Regions from separate parts of the Rattus norvegicus genome. Here region 2 is linked to region 1. Evidence: chromatin contacts called from public Hi-C data. All regions are on one chromosome and are shown on one strand. Each heading gives the region's core, a stretch centred on a gene start, on an enhancer-like site or on the middle of the called end of the contact. The rest is flanking DNA. Distances are from core to core; before and after follow the strand shown.

Region 1 (6,373 bases), core at 3,007-5,506:
AATCTAAAAGAAAATCTTAAAACATCAACTGGAGGTATAGCTCAGTAGTAGAGCACTAGCCTAGAATGTTCCAGGCCCTAGGTGCTATCTCCACTGTGGAAAAATGATCTCCCTATACCCTGAAGTCCTTCCTGTAATTAAACTTTTCTTAGTTTGTCTTTTGAGACAAGTGTGACTGAATCAGACAAGCATTTTTTGGTTTAATCAAGGCCTCCTGAAGAATTTCGAGACCCAAATGAGTGGCAGATCAGGCAGGCTTAGACTCTATGTAAGACAACAGAGCCTAAAGACAGCCCAGAGGCCATTGACACTGGCCTCCCCTTAAGGTTACCTTGAGTAGAGCCCTGGAAGGCTCTCCTAGTCCCATTCCCCAGGCTGAACATTGAAGGCCATCTGGTTTGACTTTGGAGCAGAGTCTTTAGCTGGCTTCACTCTTTCTGTGGTCGCTCTACTCCGGTGTCCCTCAGCAGACATGGTGCAGCTTCCTCCCCTAGCTGCCTGGGGTCACCCCCAGCAGGTATGGCTTTTGGTCCATCCTGACTGTCCCAGGATTTACAGGGCCGGTGATGGTGGGTCAGCTGCCTGGGTCAGAAGCTGGCTTGCAGAAGGAGTCTGGCAGCCCTTTGGCATGATTGACCAGTTCATAGGAGTCCCGGATGTCGGCTAGGCCAAACCAGAAGAAGATCCACTGCTTGTTGGAGAAGCTACCATCACTGTGCTTGAAGTACCTGGGTGCAGAGGCAGAGGGGTCAGCTTTGGAACAAGGTTGGTGCTCTCTGCTCACTCCGGTTTTTCAGGATAGTAGCCTACTCACAGGATGCCCCACTAGGACCAAAGGTCTGTCATTTTATCTTAGGCATAGCAGCTGGAGTGGCTCGTGAAGCCTATATTGTCATTTCCCCAAAACAGCAGTCCAGGTTCAGTTAGGGAATTTGCCAGGATCTCACAGCGAGGAAGGTGAGATCAGGGACATCCCTGCTTACCCCCACCCCATAACTTCCCTCTGCCTGGAGCAGAGGGGCTGCTCCTTTGTCCCTTTCCAGTGAGTGGGGGCTGCTGAATGAAAGGGCTGGGTGTTCCCTAGAGACACAGCCCTAGAGCTAGGAGCTTGCCACCCAAGCCTGAGAAGAAAGAGCTTGGGTTGAGGCTTATCAGAATCCTAATTGGATGCCACTTGCTTCAGAGAAAACAAAAATCTGGGATAGAAGAATGTCACTAGGTGACCTTGACTCTAGAGGGGTGTTTGTTTGTTTGTTTGTTTGTTTGTTTTGACAGGGGTTGTAGCCCTGGTGGTCCACGATTAGCTTTGTAGACCAGGCAGGCCTTGAACTCACAGAGATCCACCTGGCTCCGCCTCTCAAGCACTGGGTTAAAGGTGTGTGTCACCACAGCCCCAGAGAGACTTTTCTCTGATAGTAAAAGGAGGGAATGCCCAGCTATGCTGTTGGTGAAGCCCGGGGCACGGCTGGCTGGGCTTACCAAGGATTGATGGGGTTGGTGACCCGTGAGCGCCAGAACAACGTTTGCAGGTCCCTCCGAAGGCATTCCCACAGCATCTGTCCGGAACCTTGGCCCTGGCGGCTGGAGCTCACTACAAATTTGTCCAGATACGGGGTGCCCCCTAGTACAGGCTCCACTGTCAGAATGGCTGCCGCGTTGTACCTGACGCAGCGGGAGAGAGGCAGATTAAAACCTCTCCTTGGCCTAAAGTTGCCCGCCCCCCAACCTCTACGGTCCGCTCAGGACCCTCTGGGGCCCCGGAGGCTCACCCCTCAGAGACATAGATCGAGTGTAACCGTGGGCGCAGTGACTCCAGATAGTCTTCTCGGAGTTTCTTGCCGAAGCTAGCGTTGACTAGGTTCACTAGGCGGCCCTGGTCCAGGCTGTCCAGGCTGCGCACACGCAGCATCCGCTCAGCATTTTTAAACAGGGTGCCACAGCCTGGGGAGATTAGAGAGAACGCTTAGATTGGGCCAGAGTCAGGTCCACCGCTAGGTGTGCTTTCTGCCATCTCCCTAGTTCTCAAGTTCCTTACTCGAGTCCCCGCTGTCTGAGTTCTCTTGCCTGCCTCAGGTATCGACAGCATCGGGAAGCCATTGGTGGGGCCTCTCTCTACAGCTTTCAGCCGAGGTGGGGGCGGGAGTGGGGTGGGCGGGGCACTCCTGCTGGCCCTCAGCCAAGTCTTGCCGTCGCTCACCCTTGGGACTCAGCCCAGCCCACCTTCTCACAGATCTCACCCTTGTTACTGAAGAGTTCGGTGAGCAGCGTGCTAGCGGCTGTGATGACTGCGGAGGAGTAGTGCGGCAGGCGGCTGAGCACGTCCACGATGAGCCGAATCTGCTGCCGCTCTTTGGTGCTCAGCCACTCAGCGTTGGTAACAAGGTCAAGGTCGGCGGGCAGGTTCACATTGCTCAGGATCTAAGTCCCAGGAAGAAGATGAGCCTCCAGCAGATACACACCCATACGGAACTGGGCCCAGTCCTATGGACCTCTCTGTGACCACTTAACTTCTATCTCCTCTGCTGGGCGCCGAGGAACAACCCCCCTCTATGATCTTCTGTTAGCTCTTCCTACTCTATTGGCTTGAGAGTAACTGTAGCCTGCTGTGGAGTCATGCAGGGGGACACAGGGCAGGGGGACTCGGTCTTGCCTAGTGTCATAAGGCGACACAGGAGAGGGGCACACCTTCTGACTGGTATCCCGCAGGCCGCCTGAATTATTGAGGAAGATGATTTTGGTGGGCTGCAGAGCCTTGGCCAGAGACGCAGTCACCTCCAGCGAGTCTAGAAGCACCGAACGGCGCGCAGCCGTTTCCCCAATGGGACACAGGATTGGAATGCTGTTGGACTCCAGGCACCACTGCAACAGGTCTGTCTCCACCGCGACGATGCCACCGTAGCTGTGGGCCAGATGTGGTGCTCGAGTGGGCCCAGGGCAGGGCCAGCATAGTGGTCTGCTCTGAGGATGCCAGGGTGGGCTGGGCTGACACTAACCTGGCATGGGGAGCTGGTTCCGCAGCACTCAGCACTGATCCGCCGCCAAAAAAGGGCACAGCAGTAGCCGCGTTGTGCCGTAGTTCATTCACCAGCACCTTGCAGCTCTGAGCAAGCTGTGCCTTAGCTTCCCAGAAGGAGAGACAGCCGGAAGGGGCCGTCGGGGCCGGCAGCCCCAGGACCACCAGCGGCTTCATGTCCATGCGTTGCAGAAAGGCTAGGGCGAAAGCCAGGCGGGATACCGCCTGCGGGCACCCGAACACCTCCTCATCTACCTGTACAAGAGTGGACGTTCTGGGTCACGACACTGGCTCTAAGCCGCATGTTCCTACTCGGGCCTTAGGACTCTCAGTGACCACCTTTTACTCAGGGGCCATTGGGCCCCACTTTTGGCCAACTGCTCCGCCCTTTGCCCGTTGGGTCTTAGCCACCCCCTTATCTAGCACTAATGTTCCTCCCTCGGCTCCTCCCAGCGGCCTTGGACTCTGGGACACCTTGGGGGGAGGGGTAGTGCGACAGTTCAGCCGACTGAACCCCTAACTGCGTTCACGGTGAGAGGCCTTTCTCAGACATCACTTCTGCAGTACTGAGCTTCCCAGCTTTCTCGTTAGCGCCAGGCGCGCTTTTCGTAGCCTCAAGGCTTCCTCCATCCATCCCCAGCACTAACGCAGCACCCCTGCGCTCCAGGTTCGCAGGCACCCTACGAACGTGCAGAGACCTACGACGTGTTATTGAGCAGCTACCGTCTCCTTGCAGTGACACGACGACACCCGGATAGACTTACCTCCACGACGGCGAAGGGCTTGTCCACCGAATGATAGCAGGTCTGGAATTGTGTGAGCCAGTGCCGTGCCTCCCCCGGGCTGGCACCACACTGATTCAGGAAGGCCTGGATGTCCCGCTGCACCAGTGATTTGCCGGCAGGAGGCGCAGGAGATTCGAGGGGGGTTGGAAGAGGTGTCCACGGCGGCTCCTCGACGGCAGGAGACTGGACACGACCCTTAGTGCCCTCGTTGTCCTCTACGTGAGCCCTGGCAGTGCTGAGCCGGCGTCCCGGGCTGGCGCTCCTCGCCCCGCGCCGCCTCGCGCTGCCACTCAGTCTCCGTGAGCCCCCAGGTCCACCCGGGCTGCGCAGCCTTCTGGCCGCCGCAGCAGATCGCAGGGCTGTGGCCACCCACGCCGTCGCCATGACGACAACTAAACCCACTGGTCTCCCCCACCCACAGGTGACGGTCGGTCTGGAGCGCACAACACTAGGGGTTCTTAACTTGCCGTTGAGCTGGGCTGGATCAGACTCGGGGCGGGGCGGGATAGGAGGCCCGGAGTGGCTTCTGGGTGCGTTTGGGGTGTGGCAAGTCATAGACCAGAGGGTGGCGCCTCTAGACTTCTCTGTCCCTTGTGTGTGGGGGTACTGGAGCCATTAGCGAGGGTCACGAAGGTCAGATTTAGAGTGGTGGAGCTCTTTAATCTGCTACCAAAATGCTGGTTCTAGAAAGCGCTCAGACATCCCAGATGTTTGTGCGAATTTGCCAGGGTCATGCAAGTGACTTGAGTTGGAAAGAGTCCGGGAAGGTTGAACACGGGGTGTGGTCCTCACTGCAGCATATGGATGCAAACGAAGTCCTGTTGTCAAGCAGGACCTGGTGTGACATACTTGTACTCTCAGCTCCTGGGAGGTTGGGGCAGGAGGATTGCCGGGAGTTCCAGGAGAACATAGGCTACATAGCGGTGGGGCTGGAGAGGGGCTTGCCTCAAAATATAAAACCTGGTACTCCTGGGGCTGGGGATTTAGCTCAGTGGTAGAGCGCTTGCCTAGGAAGCGCAAGGCCCTGGGTTCGGTCCCCAGCTCCGAAAAAAAAAAAAAAAACAAAAAAAAAAAAAAAAAAAAAAAAAACCTGGTACTCCTAAGGCAGAGGCAGTATTCACGAGTTCAGGGCCAGTCTGGTCTACATTGAGAGTTCCAGGACAGCTAGGGGGTCTACATGTTATAGAGAGACACGATCCTGCTCAAAAAACCCCGAAACACAGCAACAACAGACCTAAAATAAACAAAAACACAAAACAAAACAAAATGAACCAGGCGTGATAGCCACATACTTGTAACCCCACGTTCTTGAAGAGGATTCGGGAGGATCAGAATCAAGGTCACCCTTGCCTTTATAAGCAATTCAAGGCTAGCCTAGGCTAAGGAAACCCTGCTTTTGTTTATTTATTCATTTATTTTTCTTTTAAGGAACAGGGTTTCTCTGTGCAACCCTGGCTGTCCTGGAACTCACTCTGTAGACCAGGCTGGCCACCGACTCAGAGACCTGCCTGCCTTTGCCTCCAAGTGCTGGGATTGAAGGCCTATGCCACTACCTCCCAGCCTAAACCCTGTTTGTTTGTTTTTTGTTGTTGTTGTTTTGTTTGTTTGTTTTTTGTTTTTTCCCGGAGCTGGGGACCGAACCCAGGGCCTTGCACTTGCTAGGCAAGCGCTCTACCATTGAGCTAAATCCCCAACCCCCTAAACCCTGTTTTTCAAAAAAGAAAATCTTGTCTGAATTCAGGTTTACCAGGGTTTGTCAACCGCAGCCGCTGAAGCCACCCTGAGGAACACTGTCACAGCCTCAAATACTCCTCTGTCCTTATTAACGCTCTAGGCTGTTTAAAGCTACAATCTATCCCTACGAGGCTTGTGACTTGAAGGCTTCTGTTACTTGCCAGAGACAGAAAAAAAAAATGAGTAAGAATAAGACAGGAGCTGGAGAGATGGCTCAGCGGTTAAGAGCACTGACTGCTCTTCCAGAGGTCCTGAGTTCAAATCCCAGCAACCACATGGTGGCTCACAGCCATCTGTAATGGGATCCGATGCCTTCTTCTGGTGTATCTGAAGACAGCGACAGCGTACTTATATATAATAAATAAATAAATCTTTAAAAAAAAAGAATAAGACAAGAACAAAACAAACCTATTGCATTCCTGGAGGACCATGGTCTGCTGGCTTGAAAACTTGGAAAGTTAGTTTGTGACCGGTGCTAACAGTCCTTTAGCACCAGGTGACATCTTCCTAGGCAGAATGTCCTGCGCACATTGTGAAACCCCTTTCCGTCATCCTCAGGATGACCCCAGGGGAGGTGTTATATCACCCCATTTACAGACCAGGGGACCTTGGGACCCAGAACTAGTTAAGAGCCAAGGATCCTTAGTTCATCAGCAGGGACACGCAGGCCAGCAGTGTGCCTGTGAAAGTTCCCCCGTATGCTTCCAGTTAATCCTGTCATGCCCTGGGTACACTCCATCCAGTCTAGTCCCCTGTTGTTATGGAGGAGAAAACGGGGCTCTCTCGTTGTAAAGGGAAGGTGACTTAGTCAAGGTCACACAGCTCAGACACTGGCCATCAT
Region 2 (5,793 bases), core at 2,521-5,020, 270 kb before region 1:
GGAAAACTTAGCGACGTGTGTGGTTTTATCGTTGAAAGTTCATGTTGTGTCGGAATGCTCTGCACGCTACAGGACATACTTCTGATAACCCAAAGCCGCGGCCAGCGTCAGATTTCAGAGATGTCCCCTAGGGGGCGGTGCTGCTCCTGCTAAGCGCGATGTCTGGTATTACCGCCGTTCAACTTTCTGGTTTCCATGCTAGGGATGGATCCCCGTGTGCTAGGCAAGCGCCCTACTACTGAGCCACGTTCCCCGGCAGCATTTTACTTTAGAAATTGCTTTATATCAGGATGCAGGCCTCTGACTCCCTTTCACAGTGGGTGAGGCTGATCATCCGGCCTCATGCTCTTAGCATTTCGGTAATGTGATTTTTGGCTGATGCAAACAGGCTTCGGCGAAGGACAACTCTGTCATTTTGTTCTTGTGAAATCAGCTGGCCAGAAGGAGTTAAGTAGCTTGGCTGAGTCGGTGTTTAGACCTTTAGAGTGCTGATAGTTCTACGTCCCTAAACTGCCTGGCACAAGACACTTAGAAATCCACCCTCTAGCAGTCAGTGCTCTGGAGGCAGAGGCGGGTTCTGGAAGGTCGTCTTCAGGGCCCCATGGGGGTATCTACTTCTGCAGGCCACATTCAAGGCAGGGTCTCTCAAATGAAGCACTGGGGAGTCAACCACACACACCATACTTACTTGGGTCACCAAGTGGGAGAGGAAAAAGCCAGGAAGGGAGGCCTTTTGCCAGTGGGGCTAAGCTGGATAATTATATTGTTTGGTTGGCAGAGCTGTGGATTGTGGGGCCTCGTGAGTGCTAAGTGCATGGTGTGACACTGAGATACAGTCTTAGGTGAACCATGTGCCTTACATTTCAAAACAAAGCCATCCTTTGGGGCTGGACATGGTAGAGGATGCCTTTGGTTCCAGCATTCAGGAGGCAGAGGCAGATGGACCTCTGAGAGTTCAAGGCCAGCCTGGTTGGCAAAGTGACCGTTAGGATAGCCTAGTCTATCTATTGATATCCCCTCCCCTCTCTCAAAATAAAGGAGGATAAAATAAACAAAAGCAACTTTATGCTAGCTCTGATTCTAAAAATAAGATACTGCATTTAGGAAGGGTTCCTGTTGCTTACCAGCTTTTTAAGAATGAGACCGTGAGCCCCAATATACCAGAGTTACCTGGATTCACCACAACCATTGCACTGGCTCTGGTATGCTTGCTCTCCCCAGCCCCCCACCCCCGTCCCCAATTTGAGACTTATTTAGATTTCATTTGCTCCTAAGCAACCCAGCATGTGTTGCTTAAGATCAATCCCAGCACTTGGGAGACAGATGATGTGGGTGGATCTCTGTGAGTTCAAGGTCAGCCTGGCTCATTTAGTGAACCCCAGGACAGCTACATAGTGAGAACCTGTCTCAAAACACAACAAAAATAAGTGATTGTGGCCTCTGTTCTCCACGTTACAGAGCATCGTGGTGATCCCGGCCCACTTTTCTCCATTTTGCTGTGGCTCTGCCACCCTTCCTTCCCTCGTTCCACTGGTCAGAATTCACATTCAGTCCTTCCTGGGCCTGAAATTTGGACTTCTCTTGGGAGGGTGGGGAAGAACTTGGTTGGACAGAAGTTTGCCTCTGGAAGGTTCCACCAGATGGTGACAGTGTTGGCCTTGGACAGAGAGGTGTTGCTTGGATCTCAACATCGGACTGAAGTTCTGCCTCCACCTATAAATGTTTTCACAGGCTTTGGGGGTGCAAACTGGAGGCTTCACAATCCTGCCTGCCCCAGGGCTTGCCTTGTTCCAGTTCCTAGCCAGGCAGGCCTTGATACTAGTCCATCTCCATCTGCTGCTATCATTCGCAGTCTCATGTCAGTGCGAAGTGATTGTTTGGATCTTTTCATCCGAATGATGGCCACATGCCCCACCCCCTGGCACAGTAACCTCATTGAGAGCAGGTAGGTTCTTTTGAGTTACTTCAGGGGACTCTTTTCTCATCTGTAAACTGGAACTTGGGGCAAGGGGTAGGGAAAGAATTAATTACCGCTGGCCTATGGTCTTTCATGCCTGTAATCTCAGCATCTAGGAGTTCAGGGTAATCCTTGCCTAAACATGGAGTTTGGGGTTAGCCTGTGCTATATGAGGCGCTGTTTCAAAACAAACAGAAAACAAAACCAAACCCCAAATCATAAACAAGAGAGGGAGGGAGGGTAGGGGATTACACACAGGGCCTTCAGTTTTCTCCTCTACAGAAAAGAAAAGCAAGCTTTCTGTTCTGAAACTTGGTAAACCATTAACTTTGAGGTTGAAAGGACCTTAGCAGGCGCTTAACCGCTGGTTTATGAAACGACTTTTGTGTTGCTTTTAAGCCAGGTTTAGGGTGAAAGGAGAATGGGAAGGGCAAGGCAGTGTCTACTGTGTAGCCCAGGCGACACTTAACTCGTGACTCTCCTCCCGCCTCAGCCTCCGGGCCAGCCGATCGCCGAGGCCTCTAGATCATTGGCTGCTTTCCTAACTATCCGTTTGCGCTCACTCCGCCCCTAAAACTGGAGGTTCTGAGCTCTGGAAATGCCGTAAGGGTTTTCTCCGGGAAAAATTATGGTTGGCCCCTTGGAATCCACGTGCTGGCCGGGCTGGCTGGGCGGCTCCAGCACCGTTCGCAACCAGTCCGGGCCTGGGGGGGCGGAGAAGGTAGTGACGTCAAAGCCGCGGCCCATTCTTCTTAAAGGTGCAGGCTCCCACCTCGTGCTCCGGTTCCTGTTAGACTAAAATTCGCGCTAGTGTGGAAGTCTTAAAGGCGAGGCGGGTGGTGGGGTACTGGGTACTGAGCTGGTGCGGAAACAGCTCTGCGTGCAAGCCCACTCATAATCTGAGAAGGCAGTGACAAAAGTTTTAACTTGAGTCCTCTCCATTTTCTGTAAAATGGGGGCACCTTCGTCAGTAATAACCTAGGAAAAGTTTTGGTAGAGGCCATCCTGGCCTACATTGGAGGCTCTGTGCCAGTCAAGATACATAGATTGTCTCAAAAAAAAAAAAAAAGAAAAGAAAAGAAAAGAAAAGACAACTCTTAAGTTTTGAAAGTGTTAACACTCTTTAAGATCTGTCGCGAAACACGGGTTTTCTTCCCTGCTCTACGCTCTGCGTGTCCCCGGAGTCCTCAGCCCAAAGAAGTCCTGTAAATTGATTGGCCCAGGGCCCCACCATGCCTGGCCCAGGTTACAGGTCGGCTAACAGGGTTGCCCTGCAGTTCCTAAAGCCTTCCAGGGTTGCAACCCCGTTTCATCATCCGTAAATGAAGAGGATGGTAATTCCTGCCAACACGCTCGCTATAAATTGTAAACTCCCGCCACGGAGCTAAGTGGGCAGAAGTTTGCCATTGCTGTCCGACACTCTGATGACCTTGAAGAACCGACCCTCGCGGCAGCTGCCTTCTATAGGACGCGGAGCAGCAATACCCACGCGGTCTGGAAAGTTCCAGCGATCGCAAGTCTGGACTCTCCGGGCAGCGCTCCTCCGGGGCGCGGGCAGAGGAGAGCTACTGTGGCCAGGTGCAAGCGCCGTCCAGGCGGCGACCTTGACCTGAGAGCCGCAAGGAGCGCGGGGCCGCGGGGACCCGCCCACGGGGCCGCGGCGTAAGGGCGGGACTCCAGTGGGAGGGGGAGGGCCGCGAGTGGGCGGACCTCGTTGCACTCCGTGCGCGCGGCCGGTCGGCCACGGGGCGGGGCTTAGCTTGCTGGGGGCGGAGTCGGCCCCACCGCTCTCCCAGGCGGCCGCTGTGCGAAGCGGGCACGCGCGGACCCTGCACCGGCCGCGGAGCCGCTATGGGCCCGCCAGGCCCCTGGCGTGGCGCGGCGCAAGGACCGGCTCAGAGCCAGGTGGGCGGGCCAGGAATGAAGCGGGTTCTCTGAGGGTCCCCGGCTGGGAGGCGAATCGAGGCTATGGGAAGGGGTGGGCCTCGCCGTGAACCTTTTTGCTGGGCCTGGGCATGGAGTGCAGCCGAGTCTCGGTGAAAGGGTTTGTTACCGGGTCTCTGCTTCCGTCTCCACGGCTTGTATTTAAGAGAGAGAGGAGGCAGAGAGAGAATGTCCTCTCATTCAGGCCTTACGGCCTGTCCCGTCTGGCCACGGGCTGGCGGTGTGGGGGGAGGGCCAGCAATCTTGGGAAGGAAGATGGACCTGCCTCTCTGTCAGCAGATTTGTTTACAAGTTTCTCTCGATGCCGGACTCGACCTCTCCTCGCCCAGGGCGTTCATGTGCCCGCCCAGATGTTGGGTGGAAGGGCTCAGGCGTTTTGATCTTTTGGCCTCTGAGATCCGGAGGAGCATAATAACCATGTGGCTGAGGAAATGGCCATCACTACCATTGGCCAACGGCTATTCTAGCTTCTTTCTAAACGAATGACGTAACCACGAAGGTCATAGCAACCCTTGAGCCTTAGTTTCCCCCTCGGCAAAGTGAGCACGTTTCTAGATTTCAAAGATTATAGAGGCAAACTCTGGATGAGTGTGCCGTTGTTGAAGTCCCAGAGCATTTTACTTCATGCTTGCTCCCCCATTCCCAAGCCTTTCTTGTCATGGGCTTAAGCTCCATTTAACTGTGGTGTGTGTTTTCAGAATTGAAACTCAAAGATGGATGATCAGGATCCTGGGGGCATTAGCCCCCTTCAGCAGATGGTGGCCTCAGGAGCTGGGGCTGTGGTCACCTCCCTCTTCAGTAAGACCTGGGGAGATTGGGGTGTGGGTAGCTGGGAATTAATGTGGGCTGAGGTTGGAGGCAGTTTGGTTTTAATGAAGAAGAGGGTGAAGGAACCTTCAAACTTACCTCCTTCCCCAGTGACACCCCTGGATGTGGTGAAGGTCCGCCTTCAGTCTCAGAGACCCACGGTAGCCAGCGGTAAGTACCAGAACTTAGAACCAGACCGAGGGGAGCTGCCTGACAAAATAATGATTTCCCAGAAATGGGGTTCCAGTGGGGGAGGCAGCATTCCTGACCACCAGGGCTGACTTGTGTTTCAGAATTGACAACTCCCTCCAGATTCTGGAGTCTTTCCTACACCAAATGTGAGTTCCCTGAGCCCCAGGTCCCTGGGAGGGCCCAAGGAAGAAGTGTTGAGTGTCCCTAGAATACCTGGGGTCCCCACGATCATGGACTAGTGCATACTTTGAGATGACATGAGCCAGCCTTCTGTCCCACACAGGAATATCTGCATAGCGGCCCAGCCCTGTCACCCTGCAAGGCTCCAGGCCCTCTCCTCCTAATGTCTGTTCTCTTTCCAGCACCCTCCACTCTACAGTCCCCAGGGAAGTGCCTCCTGTACTGCAATGGTGTCCTGGAGCCCCTGTACCTGTGCCCAAATGGTACTCGCTGCGCCACCTGGTTTCAGGATCCTACACGGTTCACTGGCACCTTGGTAAGCTCTGTACCAAGGACACACATCCGTGTTTCCCTGAGGGACTCGATTTGGCTAGGCTGTAGGTGTGGGCAGTGTAAAGCCAATGGGGTGGCTATTCAGTGTAGGAAGGGCTTGCCTGGGAGGCCATTCCTTCAGAATGCTTTTTGGTCCTGATGTTGAGAACCAAAACCAGGACATAATACCTGAGTGCATATTAGGGGTGTTTTACTGCTGAATTGCACCCTAGCCCTCCCTAAGGTTTGATTTTTTTTTTTTTTTTTTGCTTTTTGTGGTTTTGGGTTTTGTTTGTGTGTATGTGTGTGTGGGTGGTGGTGGTGGCAGCCAGAGGTGGCAGGAGACAGGGTTCCTCTATATAATAGACCACACTGGCCTCAAACTCCCAGAGATCCAACTG

What was found. Hi-C and Micro-C count contacts between places; a contact is called where the count stands out from the background.
Region 2: a contact with region 1 is called in a Hi-C map of liver, with 3 times the contacts expected there. The contact joins the promoter of Slc25a39 here to the promoter of Nags in region 1. A contact is called at or near these places in 3 of 12 Hi-C or Micro-C datasets (liver and mammary epithelial cells).

The regions. Positions count from the first base shown.
Region 1 is chr10:87,596,399-87,602,771 of GRCr8, reverse strand. It overlaps Nags (N-acetylglutamate synthase), which reads right to left and starts at 4,256. Exons shown (of 7, transcript NM_001107053.1): 1 at 3,778-4,256; 2 at 2,994-3,268; 3 at 2,686-2,899; 4 at 2,238-2,418; 5 at 1,770-1,941; 6 at 1,480-1,662; 7 at 122-728. The coding sequence starts at 4,182. The coding sequence ends at 575. LOC134480880 (a long non-coding RNA gene) reads left to right here and starts at 2,732. Exons shown (of 2, transcript XR_010055815.1): 1 at 2,732-2,868; 2 at 3,681-6,373.
Region 2 is chr10:87,864,950-87,870,742 of GRCr8, reverse strand. It overlaps Slc25a39 (solute carrier family 25, member 39), which reads left to right and starts at 3,770. Exons shown (of 12, transcript NM_001024792.1): 1 at 3,770-3,862; 2 at 4,600-4,699; 3 at 4,820-4,879; 4 at 5,002-5,046; 5 at 5,263-5,396. The coding sequence starts at 4,615.